Linked DNA regions of Mus musculus: region 1 is linked to region 2. A link is a contact called in public Hi-C data. All regions are on one chromosome and are shown on one strand. The core of a region is the stretch at or near the end of the contact, and the rest is flanking DNA. Distances in the headings are between cores, read along the strand shown. Region 1 overlaps Fyb (FYN binding protein). Region 2 holds the start of Dab2 (disabled 2, mitogen-responsive phosphoprotein).

Region 1 (5,461 bases), core at 2,594-5,093, 230 kb before region 2:
TTGAGCATGACTAAGGCTCATTTTGCTTTCATTTCCTCTATGTATTTATCTAACTTCCCCTTCAGCGGGGGAGATTTCGCATCTAGATATTTCCTCATTGTGGAATTTATGGTTGGGGACTTTAAGACTGTTAGAGTTTTCTGTTTTGAAGAGTCGACTAAGCTCCTAGAGGTCCTTAACTTTCCCACTTCCCCCCTTTCTGCACACCGTAGTTAACTTTACAGTGCTCTAAGTATAGATTGCCCAGGCAATGGAAAGCACCCAGCCTCTTTTGTTCTTTCCAAGTTCCTTCTAAGTTGGATCTATTTTTATGAAGTTGGCTGGTCATAGATAAGCCACGTAGCAAGAGGAAGCCTTGATATGATGGAGATTATAAACGACTCAAGGTTTATTACTATCAGTGGGCGTTGGAGATAACTTAAGGAAACAATATTGCCTACAAGAGTCCAAGCCTACTGGGCGGGCTGTTGGCAGCCATCTTGTTGGTTTTAGAGGGAAGTTGTTTGAGGTGTGTGTGTGTGTGTGTGTGTGTGTGTGTGTGTGTGTATTTGTAGGGAGTCATTCTTGGTGTTACTTGAATTCTTGGACATAGCCATCCCTGAGGCAGCCATTTCTGGGCTTTACAGTTATACACACCAGTATTGCCTTCCTTGCTTAGGTGTGAATTCCTGCCACATGCCAATTAAAAAGCCATGATCCCAGCACTTAGGAGGCAGAGGCAGGCAGATTTCTGAGTTTGAGGCCAGCCTGGTCTACAGAGGGAGTTCCAGGACAGCCAGGGCTATATAGAGAAACCCTGTCTCAAAAAACAAAGAAACAAAAAAGACTCCAAGCATGTTGCCTTTTTTAGTGATTCCTGCAAAGCTGGCACGTTGACTAGCATCCCATGCTCTACCACAGCTTTTGAAATCTGTTCTTCCTTCTACAGCCTTATCCAGGACAGATTCTAGCAATGAGGTTTTCAGAGAGTCAGCACAGCAGGCCCCATGCTGGGTTTTAGAACAATATGCTATCAAGTCTGGCCTATGACTGACAGAGGAACACATTTTCTTTATAATTATACACTGCTGTAAAAGTTGCCTAGTTGATAAAAGTATTTTTGCTGTGTGAGGCCTTATCAACAATGCTTGCTTTTTGTCTAGGTTTTTAGGTCTTCTGACAGGTGTCAGGCCTAAGGAAACCATGAGACAGTCCCCCTAGTCCCTGTGCAAACCTTAGTTTCTACCAACCTCAGACCGGTTCCTGATGGAAGCTGCTGGAGACACCCACTGCTTTTTCATAACGGTGGTTTCTGTAGGCCCTTCTCATGCTTGTGGAATTGCCTGGAAACCCGTGCTTAGATAGCGCCACCTGCTGGCTGTCCTTTCTTCTTAACCTTATTGAATGCCAGCCTCTTCTGTTAACTGAACCCTGAGACCTGGGAGTCCTTTTAATGAGTCATTACACTTATGGGTGGTCTGGAGGGCCCCTGAAGCAGAGGATCTATTGTCAAATACATTTTTTTTCATAATCTCAACGAAATGATAACTGGCCTCCAGGGTTTATCAACTTTCAGATTGTTTGAGCCATTTGTGACGATTTCATTCTAAAAGCTTGCCATACTCAGAGGCTTTGCTGGAGCTGGTGTCTGGGGGAGGGCTTTTAACAGACTTTAAAAGTGCTAGGATCCTGGGCCCACTATGGTGTCATATGCCTGCAATCGAGGTGGAGGCGGAGGCGGAGGGAGACGGAAGGATCTTTCTAACATCAAAGTCAGCCTGGGCTACATAGTTAGTTCTAGGCCAGCTAGGGGTATATAGTGACGGTCTGTCTCAAACAAAACGAAAAATAAAACTAAAATGTAAAATAAAAGTAAACATATAAAAAAATTCAGAGATCTAAATTTAATGAGTTAAATTGACCAGAGGTTAAAATAAACCTAGAAATAAGAAATATGATTTTATTTATATATGTGAACAGAAAAAATTTATATGGAAATTAAATGTTTAAGAGAATATATACTAGTTATTTTAATTAGGATAATATTTATAGGCCTAATAAAATATATTTAAATAAATATATAGATAATGTTAACTAGGCTAATAATAGTAGTAGGTAGATGCTCACATGTTGATTTGGTAGCAGAATCTACCAGAGTGTTCACAAGGGTGTTTAAGTCTTCAAACAAATATCTCTAGACTCAAATGCCTGAAAGGCTGTAATGTTAATATGCACACACATAGCAGCCCACATAGAAGACCCACCAAGCTGTACATACATACTTAGTAACTTGAGACTCCCGTGGAAGTATTATGATGTTAAAAAGAATCATGGGTAACTCAATGCGTTTTCAATCACTGTTCTAAATTGTAACCATGAAGCAATTAAGTGATTTTGTAATTAATACATTCTATTATGAGCAAAAGACAAACACATCATGCTGGGGATAAGGTGAAATCAAATTATGCTTCTATAGTGGAATGTCACTTGTGAAGGTTTGTATATCCTTGGACCAGGGAGTGGCACAATCTGAAGGTGTGGCCTTGTTGGAATAGGTGTGACCTGGTTGGAATGGGTGTGTCACTATGGGTGTGGGTATAAGAGCCTCACCCTAGTTGCCTGGAAGTCAGTCTTCCACTAGCAGCCTTTGGATGAAGACATAGAACTCTCAGCTCCTCCTGCACCATGCCTGCCTGGATACTGCCATGCTCCCACCTTGATGATAATGGACTAAACCTCTGAACCCGTAAGCCAGCCCCAATTAAATGTTGTTTTTTATAAGACTTGCCTTGGTCATGGTGTCTGTTCACAGCAGTAAAACCCTAACTAACATCACTGTAGTGTGTATAGCTTTGTGTCAACTTGACAAAAGCCGGAGTCATCAGAGAAGGAACCGCAGTTGAGGAAACACAGCTATAAGATTCTGCTATAAGGCATTTTCGTAGTTAATAATCAGTCTGGGAGAGCCATACATGGGCTGGTGGTCCTGGGTTCTACAAGAGAGCAGGCTGAGGAAGCCATGGATAGCAAGCCAGTAAGCAGCACTCTTCGTGGCCTCTGCATCAGCTCCTGCGTCCAGGTTCCTGCCCTGAGTTCCTGTCCTCACTGTCTTTGATGATAAACTGTTATGTGGCATTGTTGGTGAAATGAGTCCTATCTTCCCCAAGTTGATTTTGGTCATAGTTTTCATCACAGCAATAGTAACCCTAACCAAGATAAGTTGGTACCTGGTCAGAGGTATTACTGGCCATGTCATTTTGGAGAGGAATGTAGAAGGACTTTGGAATTTTGGGTTAGAAAGGTCATTGAGCGTTGAGAGCTCTGATCTGTTCTATAGGAGCTTTGAAAAAGTGAATGTCAGAAGTAGTGCAGACAGTGGAGGCCTGGCTTGTCAAGTTTCAGAGGAAAGCAAACACTCTCCTGGGCTTTTTTTTTTTTTTTTTTTTTTTTTTTTTTTTTTTGGTGAAGAATCTGTAGTTCTGGTCAGCTGGAGCTGAAGAATCAGCTGTGATTAATAAGATACCAGAACCTTTGCTTTGCTGGGATGCTTTATGCTGGTCAGCTGGAGCTGAGAAATTAGCAGTTCATCAGAAGCTCTCACGAGGTGAGATCGTCTGGAAAGCTTTTCCCTCAGCACATAGAACCTGTGTTCCAGGTGTGGCCAAGGTTGTACCTTGTGTTCCCAGATGAACCCGGTAGTGTAGGAGTCACCCAGGGGGTGCTCGTTCTGAGGGTGTTGAAGGGGTCATGGAGAGTATCTGAGACTTAGCACTGTGTGACAGGGCTGGAGTCCATGAATAGAGCCCAGGAGAGGCTTCTGGTGAAAGTGCAGCCCTTTCAAAGAAGCCCCCTGTAGTTTTGGAGATGTCAGTGCCAGGGGATGACCACCAAGAACAGCGAGCGAGCAGCAGCAATGGAGCCTGCTGGAGCCTAGAAGACAAGCTGCATGTGTGGCAGAGGGCAGAGCTGGTGAAGTGACCCAAGTATCTCAGTCCAGAAGATTGTCAGTAAATCCCAGACAATTAGACATTGAGTTATCTACACTGCTGGAGTCTGGTTTTGCTTTGGTTAGATTGTGAGTGTGCCCTGGCTCTTTCCACTGGAAGTAAGAAAGTATGCAACATAATTTTGCCTTTTTTCCCAAGGAGCCCACAGGTGAGAGATTTCAAACTTTAAGAAGAGCCTGCCTTTCTCGCTGTCAACTGCCTACCAAAGTACCATGGGCGTTTTCCACAGGCCGTTTAGCACCCAGCCATGCATGATTTGGACAGCCCTGGCGAGACCCTGCTGATGAAATCGGAAGATGATCCTTTACTTACTTCAGGTCAAGGGGAGGTTTGATGTTTCTGGGGGGCAGGCTGGGGACTGGCGGATGCGCTGGGTGAGACGCTGGCAGAGGTGGCTGGCTGGCTGGATGTGTAGGCGGAGGTGGTGGCAGGGAAGTTGTCGAGTAAGGTGTCTGGCTTTTGGTGGCACCTAAGAAGCAAGGGATGGTAAATTAAGAACTTACTGTTCCAAAGATGCAGAAACAAACTTGAATAGAAACCTTAGAAATATACCACCTTGTTGAGCAAATGCTTTAAAGTGTCTTAATATTTTATGTATATTACCTTTTATGAACTTTTTTATAAACCTTAATTTTAACATTATTTTGCGAACAACTCTATATGGATTTTATAGCACTTTCTTCATGATTTTGCAAATACACTTTATTTTCTTTTCATTAGATCTGTATTTTAGACCAGAGAAATCTAGTATTCACATCTCCTGTCCCCAGACCTAGCACTCACATCTACTGTCATCACAACACACTTTGTTGTTTTTGACAAGCTCTTTGACCTTTTAAAAAATTATTAAGTATTGATTTTAAGTATGTGAGTTCACTGTCACTCGCTTCAGACACACCAGAAGAGGGCATCAGCTCCCATTACAGATGGTTGAGAGCCACCATGTGGTTGCTGGGAATTGAACTCAGGACCTCTGGAAGAGCAGTCAGTGTTCTTCACCACTGAGCCATCTCTCCAGCCCACTCTTTTTTTTTTTTTTTTTTTTTTTTTTTAAAGAGTGCAGTCTTTTAATATATTTTTAAAGATTTATTTATTTATTATATGTAAGTACACTGTAGCTGTCTTCAGACACTCCAGAAGAGGGCGTCAGATCTTGTTACAGATGGTTGTGAGCCACCATGTGGTTGCTGGGATTTGAACTCCAGACCTTCGGAAGAGCAGTCAGGTGCTCTTACCCACTGAGCCATCTCACCAGCCCTCCAGCCCACTCTTTTGCTTTTTAACAAATGATATTTTGTTTGGGCTCTCGTTTTTAAACATGGAAGCCTATGAAATCATCCCATGAGTAAATCGGATACATTGCTAAAATTATATTATAGATATTAAGAAAATTTAAGCATGAATCACCCATATTCCCACCTCCCCCACTGCCTATTGAAACACATGTATTTTTGAGTGTTAAGATGTGAATGTAT
Region 2 (5,444 bases), core at 956-3,455:
GCGAGGTGTGCTCACCTCCGCCTACAGTCCTAGGGCTCCTGAGGCAGAGGCAGGAGGATGATGAGTTTAAGTCTAGACTGGGTTTACAGAGTAAGACCATCCAACCAGGAATTGAGAAGCGCAGCTCCATGGCTTGTCAAGCATGCCCAAGGTCCTGGGTTCCTTCTCCAGAACTCAGGGCAAAGACGGAGCATAGCAGCCTACAGGGAAAAAGTTTCTAGACTCGCGGTTGGACAAAAGGGCTTGAGTTTGCAGTAGAGGAAGAAGGGGTTTGTGATTAGGTTTTTAAACAAGGCTTGGGAAGAACCCAGCGAGTTTTAGGAGACAGTGACTACGAACTAGGGAAGAAGTGGTCTGTGTCTGATGCGAGTGCTGGAAGAGACCACCACACCTCTCTGGTGCTTTCTCAAGGGCTCTTGCTAATCTCGCCTTCTGAGCTGTGTTCCTCTAGCATTGCTTTGTCTAGATAGCTGTTTTCCTCTCCAAAGCCTGAATCCCCAACACTCCTAAATTCTCAAGCCAGTACATTTCTTTCAGTACTGCTGTGCCCTGCCTCAACCAAGGGAGTGGAGAGAGGTAGAGTCCTTGGTGGGTGGGGTAGCTAGCTAAAACAGGGCAGCCTAATCCAGGACAAGATAGCACCATGAAAAGCCATTTGGTAGCAGTGGCTCCCGAGTCCTGGCTAGTCCCTCCTTTCTAAACAACCAGTCACTGCTACTATGTGCAGAACCCAGGCCTCAAGATTGTAAACTAGGTAGGTTAGACATCCCATCAGAAGCGTTCCTGGAGCCTTATCAGCTATCTCCAAGGGATTTTGGCAAATTTTCTGCCATTACTTAGGTTGGAGTTATATCTACCTCCACCCTTCCCCTCCTGCTTTGCCTGATTAGGGCCAGAAATTTTTTCATCTTTATAGAGCAACAGCAACATTTACTATTCATGAAGTTGCCCCTCCATAATTTTTAAAGCTTTCCATGTGCCTGGAAGCTTGCTCGTTTTTGCTCTTCTCGGTTTACAGGGTGGCTCCCTTTCTTCCAAACACAGGCGAAGAAAGAGGAAAGGGTGGGAGGGGGTGCCTCGGGTGGAGATAACATCCATATTTTTTAACTGTTTTTAATCCAGTTAAATTTCCCTTCGGATTCACACAGCTCCCATCTGAAACCGACTACAGAGCTGAATTCCAGACTCAGGATTAAGTGGAGGAGAGCAGGCAGGAAGAAATAACAGCCAGCTCTATGCCGCAAAGAGAACCGCTACGTTGGCAGGGTCTCCAAGGTTTTAAACACAGTTTAGTCCCTCTTCTTGAATTCTTAATCCTTCCAAATAATTTACAACAGTCAAGAAAAACAGCATTCAAACGCTTCACGATTTAAAACAAGTTTGTTACGTGGCTTGGGCAGATACTTTTCTTAGGAATGCTGGTATAAGACAAAGTTCACATTTTTAATGCCCTGTGCTGTCAGTCAGCAGAAAATAGCTCCTCGGAGGCACAGACCATGTCCCCAGCCTTTGTCGCACAGTAAAACTGAACATCATTCAGGAGTTTATTAGGTGGTCAGCAGCCACACCGCGCATTCCCTGGGATGTCCCCTAAGCCCTAAAAACTAGGGCTCGTGTACAACACACACACACACACACACACACACACACACACACACACACACACACACAGGGACTCGTTAAATGTCACAGGATGGGCGCCTTGAGTCCGACCCCAAAGGTAAAATGCATTCCTTGGAAGCATTCCACAGATGTCAGGCCACAAAACCCGCTGCTCTCCCCGGAGTACACTGTCTCATTTGTAAGATTTCCCCAGCGCCCAAGGTCTGCAGCCAAGGCAGGGATGGGAAGAGAGGAGCCAGCAAAGGAGAGAAGTAGGTCGCAAAAAAAGAAAAAAAAGAAAAAAAAAGAAAAAAAAGGAAAAAAAGAGAAAGAAAGAAAGAAAGAAAGAAAGAAAGAAAGAAAGAAAGAAAGAAAGAAAGAAGGGACCGAAGGGAAGGGGGATGGCAGAGTTACTCACGGACTAGCTAGTGCTTCTGTGGAGCCAGCATGACTTCCCCGCGCCCGAAGCCTCAAGGCTGCAGCGCCGAGGACGCGGAGAACGCCACTTAAATAGCCGCGCGGCCACTCCCGGTAGAGATATGGTTCTAATCAGATGCTGGCTCTGAGGACTCTCCAGGAATGTGGCGGCGGGATGTTTTTGCTGCCTGGACTTGGTAACTCCCCCTCAACGTGTCTGCCGAGTCTTCCAAACTTAACTGTTTATTAACTCGAACTAAAGCCACGGAGATCCGGCGCCTCCTGCGCCTCCTGCGCCCCGTGCGCCCGGCCAGCTGGGGGCGATCGCAGAGACCCGGAAAAAGGAGCGTGCACACAACCCGGGCCAGGAGCCCCACACTGCCTTGGGCCAGAAAGGGTGCACGTAAGGACAGGAAAAGGGAAATTCTGGAGGAAAAGGATGGGATCCTCTGAGCTGCGTTTCGCAGATCCGTTCCCTGGATTGCCACTTCGAGTGGCGTGGCACGCGAACTGCGAACTCATCCTAAACCGCCTGGGGCATTTTGAACAAAGACGCGCCTTTACTCCTGACTTTCCGTTCCCGGGTCCAGTCTGTCCTTTCTAAAGCTGGGCATGTGACTGGATTGTTACCTTTAAAGAAAATCACTATTCTTTAATTGTGAACGTGCTTAAACAGGAGGGAAATCTATGTGTGCCCAAGTAAAAAGATGCCCTGTTATTGAAATTTAATATCACGCTCGAGCATATTCTCGCTATTAAACTGGCCTAAACAAAACAAGTTAGCCTCCATATAAATGATCTACATTTGTGATCATTTCAGTGTATATCCACCCACACGTAGATAACATGACTTTGTCTGCTAGTTTCTACAGCATTTCTTATTCCTTCATGAAAATATTGAGATATGTGAATAAGTATTGGAAGGTGTTTCATCGATGCTCAGCTGTGGATAGCCCGGCAGAGCAGACCTTGGGAATCCTATAGAATCTCACAATTTCTTTTCTGTATATTTTAAAGTCAGGGGACAATTGTTAAATAGTCACAGAAACAGTGGTGCTTTTCAAGTACTTAAGAAATTAAGCTTTGGGAAGATCCTCCTCCCCTTCTCCCTCCTTCCCCTCCCCCTTCTCCCTCCTTCCCCTCCCCCTTCTCCCTCCTTCCCCCTTCTCCCTCCTTCCCCTCCCCCTTCTCCCTCCTTCCCCCCTTTTCCCTCCTTCCCCTCCCCCTTCCTCCTCTTCCACTTTCTTATTTAGTCCTTTTTTTCTTGTTCCTCCTCCTCTTGTCTGTTTTTCCTTCTGCTCCTCCTCTTCTTCCCTCTCCCTCCTGCCCCTCCTCCCCTGTTGTAAGCAGAATGTACTGACTATGAAAATGACAAATTGTGACTTGGATGGAAACGGGTTATTGATTTTATTGAGTAAGCAACACAATGGATTTGCATTTTACCACTGAGAATCCAGGGTTCAAATTGGGCTTATGGTGCACCAAGGATGTATTTTGTGGTCCATGCCTAGCCCCAGCTGCAAAATCACTGTAATTTGAGGTAGCTCAATGAGAGTGGCAGTTTCTGCTTGCAAGTAGGTCAGGCTTGGAGCAGCCCTCATGCAGGGAGAGTAAGAGACACAGAGCAACACAGCTGGTCCAGGTGCTGCCCCTACCTGACCTCTGGATTCCCTTCACACTTGGGTGTGCAGAGTAGAGGTGTGTGTGTGTGTGTGTGTGTGTGTGTGTGTGCTTCCAATATTCCTCTGAGGTAATTTTCTATGGTTGAAAAAAAAAGGATTTTCAGTGAATGATGGAAGGTCTACTTTTCAGTTCTATGAAGGCACAAGACATAGGTGCGAACTTTAATTCTGCTAGCTCTGAGAACATCACACTTTGATTCTCAAATCTAGTAGTCTAGAGAAATGGTGTCATTTCAAAAAGTTCAAAAATTAGGGGAAAAAAAGGTAGTTCATTCACACAAACAGGGGCTCTGATAATATAAAAGAAACAAGTCTACAGACAGACATGAATCATTTCTCAATGTGGAAGTGGCCACTTAGGCCTTTGTCTTTATCTATATAGTTGAAAGATTATTATCAAAATGTGTTAACTTGCTCCCACTAGATGGAATGGATTTGCCTTAGAAACCAGAGAAAGAAAACGATTTCATCTGCTGTGAACTGCAGTTGTGAAGCAGTGATGTGGACCCAAAGAGCTCATTTGTGAGCAGCAGGCTCATAGTGGCTGCTTAAAGCGAACACCCTTGTGTTAGACAGAAATCTAAAGAGCCCACAGTAGAGAGTTCTGGTTTTGCAGTGTATTTTTATACCTCTAGGGTGCTGATATTGGTCTTGGCAGTAGTTCAATGTCCTGCTCACATTATGGGGGGGGGGGGGGATGAAAATAAATTTAACTCTTTTTATCCCAGGAGGTCCTGTTTCTTACCATTCCTACCACATCTAAGTTGATAACTTTTCAGTAAGTCTAAAATGAACATCTCCACATAAGAAACACACACACACCAAAGTCCACCCCGGTGTTCATCACCACTAAAATTTGTTTAGAGAATTAAAGTAGGAAAAAAATTAAATGCAGTGCTTTATAAACCAAGGTCCCCACATAAGGACAGTCGTTTGCACAAAAACCTGCCCTGTGGTAGGGTGGGGTGGAGTCTGGACTGTGTTCCCAGCCGAGAAAGGGGTAGTTAATCCCGTGACAGCTTGCTGAAGAATGCATGGTTTATTATTAAAGTAATCTCTTAAGGTTTTCCTGGAATGTACTCTCACAGCAGCTCTGCCTATGCAGGCTATCCTATGTATGTCTGTTCTTCCATGATGAAAACTGTCGATTCTTAGCTCAAACGTCTGGCCCTTTCTCTCCTACCCCTCACCCCTGCCTATTCCTCAGCTGCTCAGTGTTCCTCACACTGCCTGTTTGAATTGTGCTTATTTCCCGTGAACGATAGATCGTATCGGCCTCAAGGAAACTGTCCACTTCTCTGCTTATTGGACACATAGAGCTATTCAAACCAAACAAAGCAAGCATGGCAAGATGGGATCTGTCTCTAGTCCTAACTATTCTGGAGGCTGGGGCAGGAGGATGAGTAAGTTCAAGAGGGGAAAAAAAATATCAAAGAAGAGTTGACTGAGATTTATCGGGTAAGGTCCTTCTTTCTGCGTTTTCAATTTTTTAAATAAATAAATAAATAAATAAATAGGCTGTCAAGTGAGAAAGGAAAAGGAAAGAAAAGAAAATCCCCAAAAGGAAACAAACAAACAAAAAGACTGTTGTTTCTACAAAAAGTTCCTTGCCCTCCACTAATCCTATATATTTAACACTGAAGAAAAACAGATGCCATCAGAATCAACTGCTGACAGGGATAACCAAATATTGGGAGTTGGTCTTTATTTTTGTTATCCATTCATCCCATCCAACTCTGCTTT

The links. Hi-C and Micro-C count contacts between places; a contact is called where the count stands out from the background.
Region 1: a contact with region 2 is called in a Hi-C map of nephron progenitors, with 1.8 times the contacts expected there. The contact joins the enhancer-like site here to the promoter of Dab2 in region 2. A contact is called at or near these places in 6 of 484 Hi-C or Micro-C datasets (embryonic fibroblasts, muscle stem cells, myocytes and 2 more), 2 of 115 datasets of contacts at active chromatin or transcription factors (bone marrow-derived macrophages and extraembryonic endoderm stem cells) and 1 of 9 other capture datasets (adipose tissue).

The regions. Positions count from the first base shown.
Region 1 is chr15:6,618,588-6,624,048 of GRCm38.p6, reverse strand. Fyb (FYN binding protein) reads right to left here. Exons shown (of 18, transcript NM_011815.5): 2 at 4,299-4,455. Gm2245 (predicted gene 2245) reads left to right here. Exons shown (of 7, transcript NR_155272.1): 4 at 4,125-4,303. Among named protein-coding and RNA genes, the nearest start is that of Gm2245, 33 kb to the left of the region's middle. Within about 2 kb of position 3,843, at least 3 of the 459 cell types and tissues checked have an H3K27ac peak or open chromatin away from gene starts, as enhancers often do. A contact at or near this core is called in nephron progenitors, where this site is marked.
Region 2 is chr15:6,383,509-6,388,952 of GRCm38.p6, reverse strand. It overlaps Dab2 (disabled 2, mitogen-responsive phosphoprotein), which reads right to left and starts at 2,205. Exons shown (of 15, transcript NM_023118.5): 1 at 2,021-2,205.